Regions from separate parts of the Zea mays genome. Here regions 1 and 2 are each linked to region 3. The links are chromatin contacts, called in public Hi-C maps. All regions are on one chromosome and are shown on one strand. The core of a region is the stretch at or near the end of the contact, and the rest is flanking DNA. Distances in the headings are between cores, read along the strand shown.

What was found. A called contact is a pair of places that touch in the nucleus more often than the background predicts.
Region 1: a contact with region 3 is called in a Hi-C map of tassel, with 9 times the contacts expected there. The contact joins the promoter of LOC103633361 here to the promoter of LOC100193474 in region 3. A contact is called at or near these places in 2 of 25 Hi-C or Micro-C datasets (ear and tassel).
Region 2: a Hi-C map of ear shows a contact between it and region 3, with 2.0 times the contacts expected there. The contact joins the promoter of LOC100381931 here to the promoter of LOC100193474 in region 3. A contact is called at or near these places in 2 of 25 Hi-C or Micro-C datasets (ear and tassel).

Annotation. Positions count from the first base shown.
Region 1 is chr7:170,311,704-170,314,556 of Zm-B73-REFERENCE-NAM-5.0, forward strand. It overlaps LOC103633361 (putative zinc finger CCCH domain-containing protein 51), which reads right to left and starts at 1,336. Exons shown (of 8, transcript XM_035961139.1): 1 at 1,148-1,336; 2 at 1-247. The coding sequence starts at 237.
Region 2 is chr7:169,969,308-169,972,266 of Zm-B73-REFERENCE-NAM-5.0, forward strand. It overlaps LOC100381931 (Putative polyol transporter 1), which reads left to right and starts at 1,610. Exons shown (of 2, transcript NM_001174706.1): 1 at 1,610-1,775; 2 at 1,867-2,959. The coding sequence starts at 1,664.
Region 3 is chr7:170,139,212-170,142,008 of Zm-B73-REFERENCE-NAM-5.0, forward strand. It overlaps LOC100193474 (proton myo-inositol cotransporter), which reads right to left and starts at 1,531. Exons shown (of 2, transcript NM_001138590.1): 1 at 1,381-1,531; 2 at 1-1,274. The coding sequence starts at 1,492.

The DNA.
Region 1 (2,853 bases), core at 86-2,585, 170 kb after region 3:
GGGGGTGAATAGACCAAATAGGGGCTCATTTTCCTCGGACAAATTCAGGATATTTTGCAGGCGGTTTGCACCCTCAAATAGGTTCATTAGTACATTATCTGTGGCAGTCAACAAATATGATCTGATATTCTCAAGTGGTGTGTTTGCAATCATGTAGTCAACGATCCCTTCGGCATTCTTTGGATGAAGTAGGCGGACCTTATCCTGCAACCTCGTCCTGCACTCCTCTATATCCATTTTTTGTTTCCTTCAACAAGAACAAGGTACTGGGACTCATTGCACAGCAAGATTAAGGAAATGCAAAAGTAGGCGAGTTTTGTGAAAAGTTGAATGAACACGATGTAAACCAGTACCACGGCAGCAATGGGGGTTAGTAGTGCACGTGAGAACGAAAATATTGCATCATTCTCTACTAGAAATGAAGTAGCATCTGCCTAAATCTGTACCCCCCCACCCCCCATTTCGTGATTCCAAACTTAACGAACTCCAAACATATTTGGCCTTAGTTAGCAAGTGTTGGCGATTCTTTGCCAGAAGTCGAAAGGAGTAAAGCAGTGCCACGGCAGCAATGCGGAACAACAGTGAATTCGTCTTTTACCCATTTTGCAATTCCAAATTCAAACAGGGGATTTGGTATTTACTAGCAGAATTGTCAATCGCAACTCTAATCTCCATCAGACCCACCAAAATCTCGAGCATGCCAGAACATACCCTTAAGGACTGTTCTTTTCCAACAACTCGCATTTCCCCACTTCGTATTCCAATCTCCAAATATTTGAACGAACAAACTAACGGATTTGGTCCTGACTAGCAGAATCAGCAATTCTATTCGCCAACGAAATATCTGACATGCCTGAAGGAACCAATTATCAAGAACCGCAGTTTCCAAGAAGCGAATCAAAGCTCACAGAAACCTACTCCGTGAAGCGTGTCAAATCGCCCACAAGCTTCCGCAACAAAGAAAAGATGAGACAACCCACCATATCCCCCACCAAGAATCGCCATGTCTTCAGGAATCCGCTTCCAAAACCCAAAAACCGACTAAAACCTCTCCTGTTGTTCCAGATTCTCCAAGAACCGCCGCAAGAACTGAGGTGCAAACGGCAAGGGAGCGTAAAGGGGGTTTTCGTAGTCCCAATGCACTAACCTCGTTTTCCTCCATCTCGGAACAACAACACCCGCGACACCAACGAACACAGGGGGGATTGTTGGGGCATGACCAGCAATGATGTACACCACGTCCCCACCCCTGCAGACTCGGGCGATAAATGATATTCCCCGGCCGCAAGGTTCGTTGGGACTTGGGAGGTAGAGCGGGGCGGGCGGGTGGCCTGCGGCCGAGGGTTTATATGGTCGCCCGGCCTTGCTTCGATTTCTGTTTTGGCCTCAATTTCGTATTTTCGTTTATGAACATTTTTTGGTCTTTATTAAAATTGTATTTTGGTTCCAATTTCACTCTAGACTAATCATTTCATATCTTCAACTTTATATTCTGATTCTTAGCCTTCTTTTGGCTCAATTTATCACCCTATGCTTCTTGGATCTCAACACTGGGACGTCTTGTCACTTCAAACATCACCCATGATTTGAGATGGACGGTAAATGTTTGGTTTCAGATTCTAGTTGGATGTTTTCAGAGTGAAACAGAATAGCAGAGACTGACACAAATGAGGAGAGGAGCGTTGGACTCGTGAACGTATAAGTTTGGTCGTTTTTTATAGCATAAAGATACAGGGCCGGTCCTGGAGGGGGCAAGTAGAGCCGCCGCACCGGGCCTCTGATTTTGGAAGGGCCCCAAGTAATATACATGTATATATAATCTTAGGTGTTGTGTTTAGTACGGTTGTTCCACTTGTCTCTCTTCGCAGGACAGTTTTGACGTTGAGTTAAATGATCTACTATCTGAGTTGAAGGTTTTGAAGTTAAGTTTGCCTGAAATACCAATGTCTTTTATGGAGATTTTTTTAGTATGTTTGGCAAATAGATTTGTATCCAAATATTTCAATCGCTTATTGGATATTATTTACTGTGCTTGTGACCGTGGCATCGGCTTAGAGAAGCTTTTTAAAGTTAAAATTGTTGAAGAACTACTAAGGTCAACAATGTCTCAAGATCGTCTCAACGGATTGGCTACATTATACATTGAGAAAAAATTATTAGACGAGGCTGATAGCAACATTATTATCAATTACTTCGCATCAAGAAACATTAAAAGAAATTTTTGAAATAATATGTACAAAGATTTGAAGTTGTTTTGATATATTATAGTTTTTTATCATTCAAAAATTTGCTTATGTACTTAGAAGAAAGTATATATATTATAGACTTTTATCCGTCAAAATTTTTTGAGGGCCCTAATTTTTGGTTTCGCCCCGGGTCCATGAAACCTCAGGACCGGCCCTGTAAAGATACAACATATTGCAGAAATATTCCACGTTTAGAAAACATGTATATGTTGAAACGGATGGACTCGGTTATATCTAACTCTTCAACCTAACGTGGTGTCTTTGATATCATCCACGGGCCACAGCTATCAAATAAAATGTCATACTTTCAACGTAATATTCATATAAGTAATTATAAATTTGAATTTCCCCTAATATGAATGCTTTCACATGACATATCTATATTTTCACATTTCAATGAATGAATAGTGTTTTTATCTTATGGAAAATAAAAACATAATATTCTTATCTACTATTAGTTAGAAGTTGAGCCTGACGCTAGAAAATAACAGAAAAAATATATGTCTATTTTTTTGTCTTAGACATATTCTCAAGATACTAAGGCCCCATTTATTGCACTAGAGCTAGCTTGCTAAAAAGATGCTAGTTGAATTAGATGACTAACTAT
Region 2 (2,959 bases), core at 360-2,859, 170 kb before region 3:
GCTTCTCATTTATTTCAGTTGTGCTAACGGCAAAAAATGATAAGGGGTATTTTAGTCTTATATAAGTCATTTATTTCAGTTGTGTTAATGACCGAAGAATGATAAGGGGTAATTTAATTTTATAATTGTAAGTCATTTATTTCACGAACACGGGTTTAATTCTTGTTTTTGCCATCATTTATTTTAGTTGTGCTAATGGAAGGAGAATGATAAGGGTGACTAAAATGGGCTAAATCATATTAATTCTACTTTTTGCTCTATCATTTATTTATTTATTTCAGTTGTGCTAATGGCTGAACCGTAGAGTTGTTCCATGATGTGAATTCTAGGTCTAGATTCACTTTTCTAGATCATAGAGTATTAGAGCTATCACAAACAGACTAAAAAAAAGTGTATAACCCTTGATGGACAAAATTTAGGGTAGTGCCTTTTCATCATATAACCTTTTGTATAACCTTTTGTCCTTTTCTATGTGAGTACACATAACTTTTGCTAACATACTTCAACGTAACCTTTTCAATATAACTTTTGCGCGGTCTTTTCAGAAATGGTAACTTTTGAATACGCAGTGTTTCTAGCACGATTTTATAACAACTTATACATGCAAGTTTTGTTGTTAAACGTTTTTGAAAATCAGCCATGAGTTGTTGAGAAAATCAGCCGACCTGCCTGTTGCTCAAGTCACAGTCCAACGCTATCGCCATGAGTTGAGACTGGAAGGACCAAATATCCGGTATCAATAAAACCCGTACAGTCTAAACGTAAACAGACTAAACGGTTATAATGTTTTGCTATTTATTAGGCCATGTTTAATTAGTCAGTTAATAAATTATTAACTAAGTTAAGTAAAATAATAAACTAATCGTTAGTTACGAGTTAGTTAACAATTAGCTATGTCTCTGAACTCTGATTAGAGATATAGTACAATAGATACAGGGATGGCAACGGGGATTTCCCCGTCGGGGAATGGCTCTCCATCCCTGTCCCCGCGGGGAGGAAAATTCTCTGTCCCTGTCCCCACGAGCTTACGGGAAAGCTTTTTTCTCCCATCCCCGTCCCCGTCGGGGAATTTATCCCCGTGAGGAACCCCGCGGGGAATCTGCCCCCACTAAAAGTACAATATTTAAAGATAAATTTAAATTAATTGTATCAAATTAATATAAATTTAACAAACAAGATTGAAAATTATAAGAGACATCTACTTTAGAGTTTAGTTTGCTATTTTATAACATGTCATACATTGAGTTTTTACTGTAATTCTAACAAATAAATTGACTAACTTGAATAAAAAAGTTTCATGGGGTGGGTACACGGGGAACGGGGATGGGGGATGGTTTCTCGTCCCCGCGAACCCGACGGGGATTAAATTTCCCCCATTTAGATCCCGCGGGGACTAAATTAGTTCCATACCCGTCCCCTAATAGTGGAATTCCTCGCGGGGAATCGGGGATCGGTCCCTATTGCCATCTCTAAACAGATATAGTAAAACTGTGTGACCTTTATGCGGCCTGTATATGGGCTAAATAAAACAGTGTATCAGACGCGTTAGCCCATTGCTCTTTGTCTACTCTATATATATGCGTCTCCTTGAGCAAATCACAACACCCCACGCCTTGTCTCTGAACTCTGATCAGAGATCAAAGAGGTAGCCGTTAAGTTAACGATGGCTTCCGCCGACCTCGCAGAGGCCATGGAGCCCGGGAAGAAGAGCAACGTCAAGTATGCTTCCGTCTGTGCCATCATGGCCTCCATGGCCTGCGTCATCCTTGGCTACGGTAGCCATTCTTCCGTTGTCGAAACATCTCCTTTCATTTCTCTTTCCAAGAATTCGTATGTGACTCTGTGTACTGTTCACCAACTCTGTAGACATTGGTGTGATGAGTGGAGCGGCGATTTACATCAAGAAGGACCTGAAGATCACGGACGTGCAGCTGGAGATCCTGATAGGCATCATCAGTCTCTACTCGCTCATCGGATCCTTCGCTGGCGCGCGGACGTCCGACAGGATCGGCCGCCGCTTGACCGTCGTCTTCGCCGCGGTCATCTTTTTCGTGGGCGCGTTGCTCATGGGCTTCTCCGTCAACTACGGCATGCTCATGGTGGGCCGCTTCGTGGCCGGAGTTGGCGTGGGCTACGGGGGCATGATCGCGCCCGTGTACACCGCCGAGATCTCGCCGGCGGCGTCCCGCGGCTTCCTCACGTCCTTCCCTGAAGTCTTCATCAACCTCGGCATCCTGCTCGGCTACCTGTCGAACTACGCATTTGCGGGCCTCCCGCTCCACCTCGGCTGGCGTGTTATGCTCGGCATCGGCGCGGCGCCGTCCGCCCTGCTCGCGCTCCTGGTTTTCTGCATGCCCGAGTCGCCTCGGTGGCTTGTCATGAAGGGCCGCCTCGCGGACGCCAGGGCGGTGCTAGAGAAGACCTCCGCCTCGCCAGAGGAGGCCGCAGAGCGGCTGGCTGACATCAAGGTTGCCGCGGGGATTCCGAAGGACCTCGACGGAGACGTGGTCACCGTACCCAAGGAGCGAAACAGCGGTGAGATGCAGGTGTGGAAGGACCTCATCTTGTCCCCGACCCCGGCGATCCGACGCATATTGCTATCGGCCGTCGGCCTGCACTTCTTCCAGCAGGCTTCTGGCTGCGATTCTGTCGTGCTGTACAGCCCTAGCGTGTTCAGGAGCGCGGGAATCACCGGCGACAACAAGCTCCTGGGCGTCACCTGCGCCGTGGGCGTCACCAAGACGCTCTTCATCCTGGTGGCCACGTTCCTGTTGGACCGCGTGGGGCGTCGGCCTCTGCTACTGACCAGCACGGGTGGAATGGTCATCTCGCTCATCAGCCTCGGGACGGCGCTCACCGTCGTGGGGCATCACCCGGACGCCAAGATCCCGTCGGTCGTCGCTCTGTGCATCGCGTCCACCCTGGCCTTCGTCGCCTTCTTCTCTATCGGCCTCGGGCC
Region 3 (2,797 bases), core at 281-2,780:
GACCGCGGCGATGCCGGAGTAGAGGAAGAAGCTGCCGCCGATGGTGATGGCCTTGGAGAGGGACAGGAAGGTCATGGAGATGACGGCGCTGGTGACGCGGTTGCTCGCCACACCCACCGCGAAGCCCAGCGCGCGCACCTGCAGCGGGAATATTTCCGAGGTGTACACGCCCGTGATGGGCCCGAGGCCGATGGAGAAGAAGGCGATGTAGGACAGGGTGGACGCGATGCACAGGGCGACGGCCCACGCGACCTTGGTGTCCGGGTGATGCCCCGCGACGGTGAGCCCCGACCCGAGGCAGATGAGCGAGACGATCATCCCGCCCGTGCTGATCAGCAGCAGAGGCCGACGCCCCGCGCGGTCCAGCAGGAACGTGGCCACCAGGATGAAGAACGTCTTGGTCACGCCCACCGCGCAGGTGACGCCCAGGAGCTTGTTGTCGTCGGTGATCCCCGCGCTCTTGAACAGGCGGGCGCTGTACTGGACGACGGAGTCGCTGCCAGAAGCCTGCTGGAAGAAGTGGAGACCCACGGCCGAGAGCAGGATGCGTCGGACCGCCGGGGTCGGGGACAGGATGAGCTGCTTCCACACCTGCAACTCACCGCCGCCTTGCTCCTTGTTGGGTACGGTGACCACGTCCCCGTCGAGGCCCTTCGGAATCCCCGCCGCGGCCTTGATGTCGGCCAGCCGCTCGGCGGCCTCCTCTGGCGTGGCAGAGGTCTTCTCTAGCACAGCCCTGGCGTCCGCGAGGCGGCCCTTCAAGACCAGCCACCGAGGCGACTCGGGCATGCAGAACACCAGGAGCGCGAGCAGGCCGGACGGAACTGCGCCAATGGCGAGCATGACGCGCCAGCCGAGGTGGAGCGGGAGGCGCGCGAACGCGAAGTTGGACAGGTAGCCAAGCAGGATGCCGATGTTGATGAACACCTCCGGGAAGGTGGTCAGGAAGCCACGGGACGCCGCCGGCGAGATCTCGGCCGTGTACACGGGCGCGATCATGCCCCCGTAGCCCACACCGACTCCGGCCACGAAGCGGCCCGCCATGAGCATGCCGTAGTTGACGGCGAAACCCATGAGCAACGAGCCCACGAAGAAGATGACAGCGGCGAACACGACGGTCAAGCGGCGCCCGATCCTGTCGGACGTCCGCGCGCCAGCGAAGGATCCGAACAGCGAGTAGAGACTGAGGATCCCGATCAGGATCTCCAGCTGCACGTCCGTGATATTCAGGTCCTTCTTGATGTACATGGCCGCTCCACTCATCACCCCAATGTCTACAGCGTTGGTGAACAGCATCACAAAAAAAAACTTCACCTACGAACTCTTAAAAGCAAAAAAAAGGAAAATATTTTGACAGTAAACGAAAGGGTGCGTGGGTACCATAGCCAAGGATGACAGAGGCCATGGAGGCCAGGATGGCACATATGGAGGCATACTTGACGTTGCCCTTCTTCCTGGGCTCGACGGCCTTTGCGAGCTCGTCGGAAGCCATCGTTAACGGCTACTTCTTTGATCTCCGGCTAGAGATAAGGTGGCGTGCAGTGCCTTTGCCTGCCTCTTGTAGTCTCGCGCTGAACGCGTATATATAGACACAGCAATGATTGAAGATATGAACACGACCATTTTAGGGCCCCATCTCGCCAACGGTGACGTGACCTTTACACCGTCAAAAAATAACTAAGCAGTTCAGCTGCTCCACGCCTGCACGAATCTTTGTTTTCTGGAAAGAAAAAACACGGTACAAATCATTACAGATCCATGCGTTCTTCCCAGGCCCTACATACGCGCGCTACGTTCTTTTCCAGTGCCAACCACAACCATCTATTAATTCTTACGATGTAATAGACTATATATATATATATATATATATATATATATATATATATATATATATATATATATATATATATATAAGTTTATTATAAAAGTATATGAAATGTTCTATCTAATATTTAATAAAAATATATTAATATTAATATTTTTTATAAATGTTTGATTGGAGATAAAATATTTAACTTCGCAAAAATAAGAACGATATTTTTTAGACTGAGAAAGTAGAAAGATATTAATATATATAACGATAATTTTGTTATATTCTTTCATCAAATATAAATAACAATTTAAATGTTATAATTTGGAGAACCATGGCCTCTGTGGGGCCGTTAGCTCCACCACTGTCCGTTTACTTGATTTGTATGATGGTACAATGTTTGTGTTTATTTTCGTCAATATTTAATCTATTAATATAAACATTATTAGATTATATGTTTTATGATTATTTAAATATTTTTAATGATAATATTAGTAACTTAGATGTAGATTTAAGAAGATAATTTAGTTTTAAAATAATAATAATAATAACTACTAATTTAGATGTAAAATTAAGGGTTAAAATACGAGTGCTGCTCCGCCCAACTCTCGTGGCGTGGAAAAAGCTGACGTGTGGCGGCCTGGCGGCGCGTCGACGAGCGCGCAAAAAGCGTCGACGTCGACGGGCGCGGCGGCGTTGAGGAGCCCGTAGGCCTCGTAGAGCGGGGTTGGTGGAGCTGGGCGCGACGTGCCGCAGCCGGTGATGACGTTGCTGTTGCAGCATTTGGCGTCATCGAGGTCGAAGAACGCGCGCAGGCCAGCCTTCATCTCGGAATGGAGCACGCTGCGCTAGGGACCACGTCGGCGAACAGCTGAGCATATCTGTTCCTACGACATAAAAATTTTCCCGCGGTATCCTACGAAACTTAGGGCTAGTTTGGGAGCTATAAACCCGGAGAGGATTGGAGGGGCTAAATTCCCCTTCTTA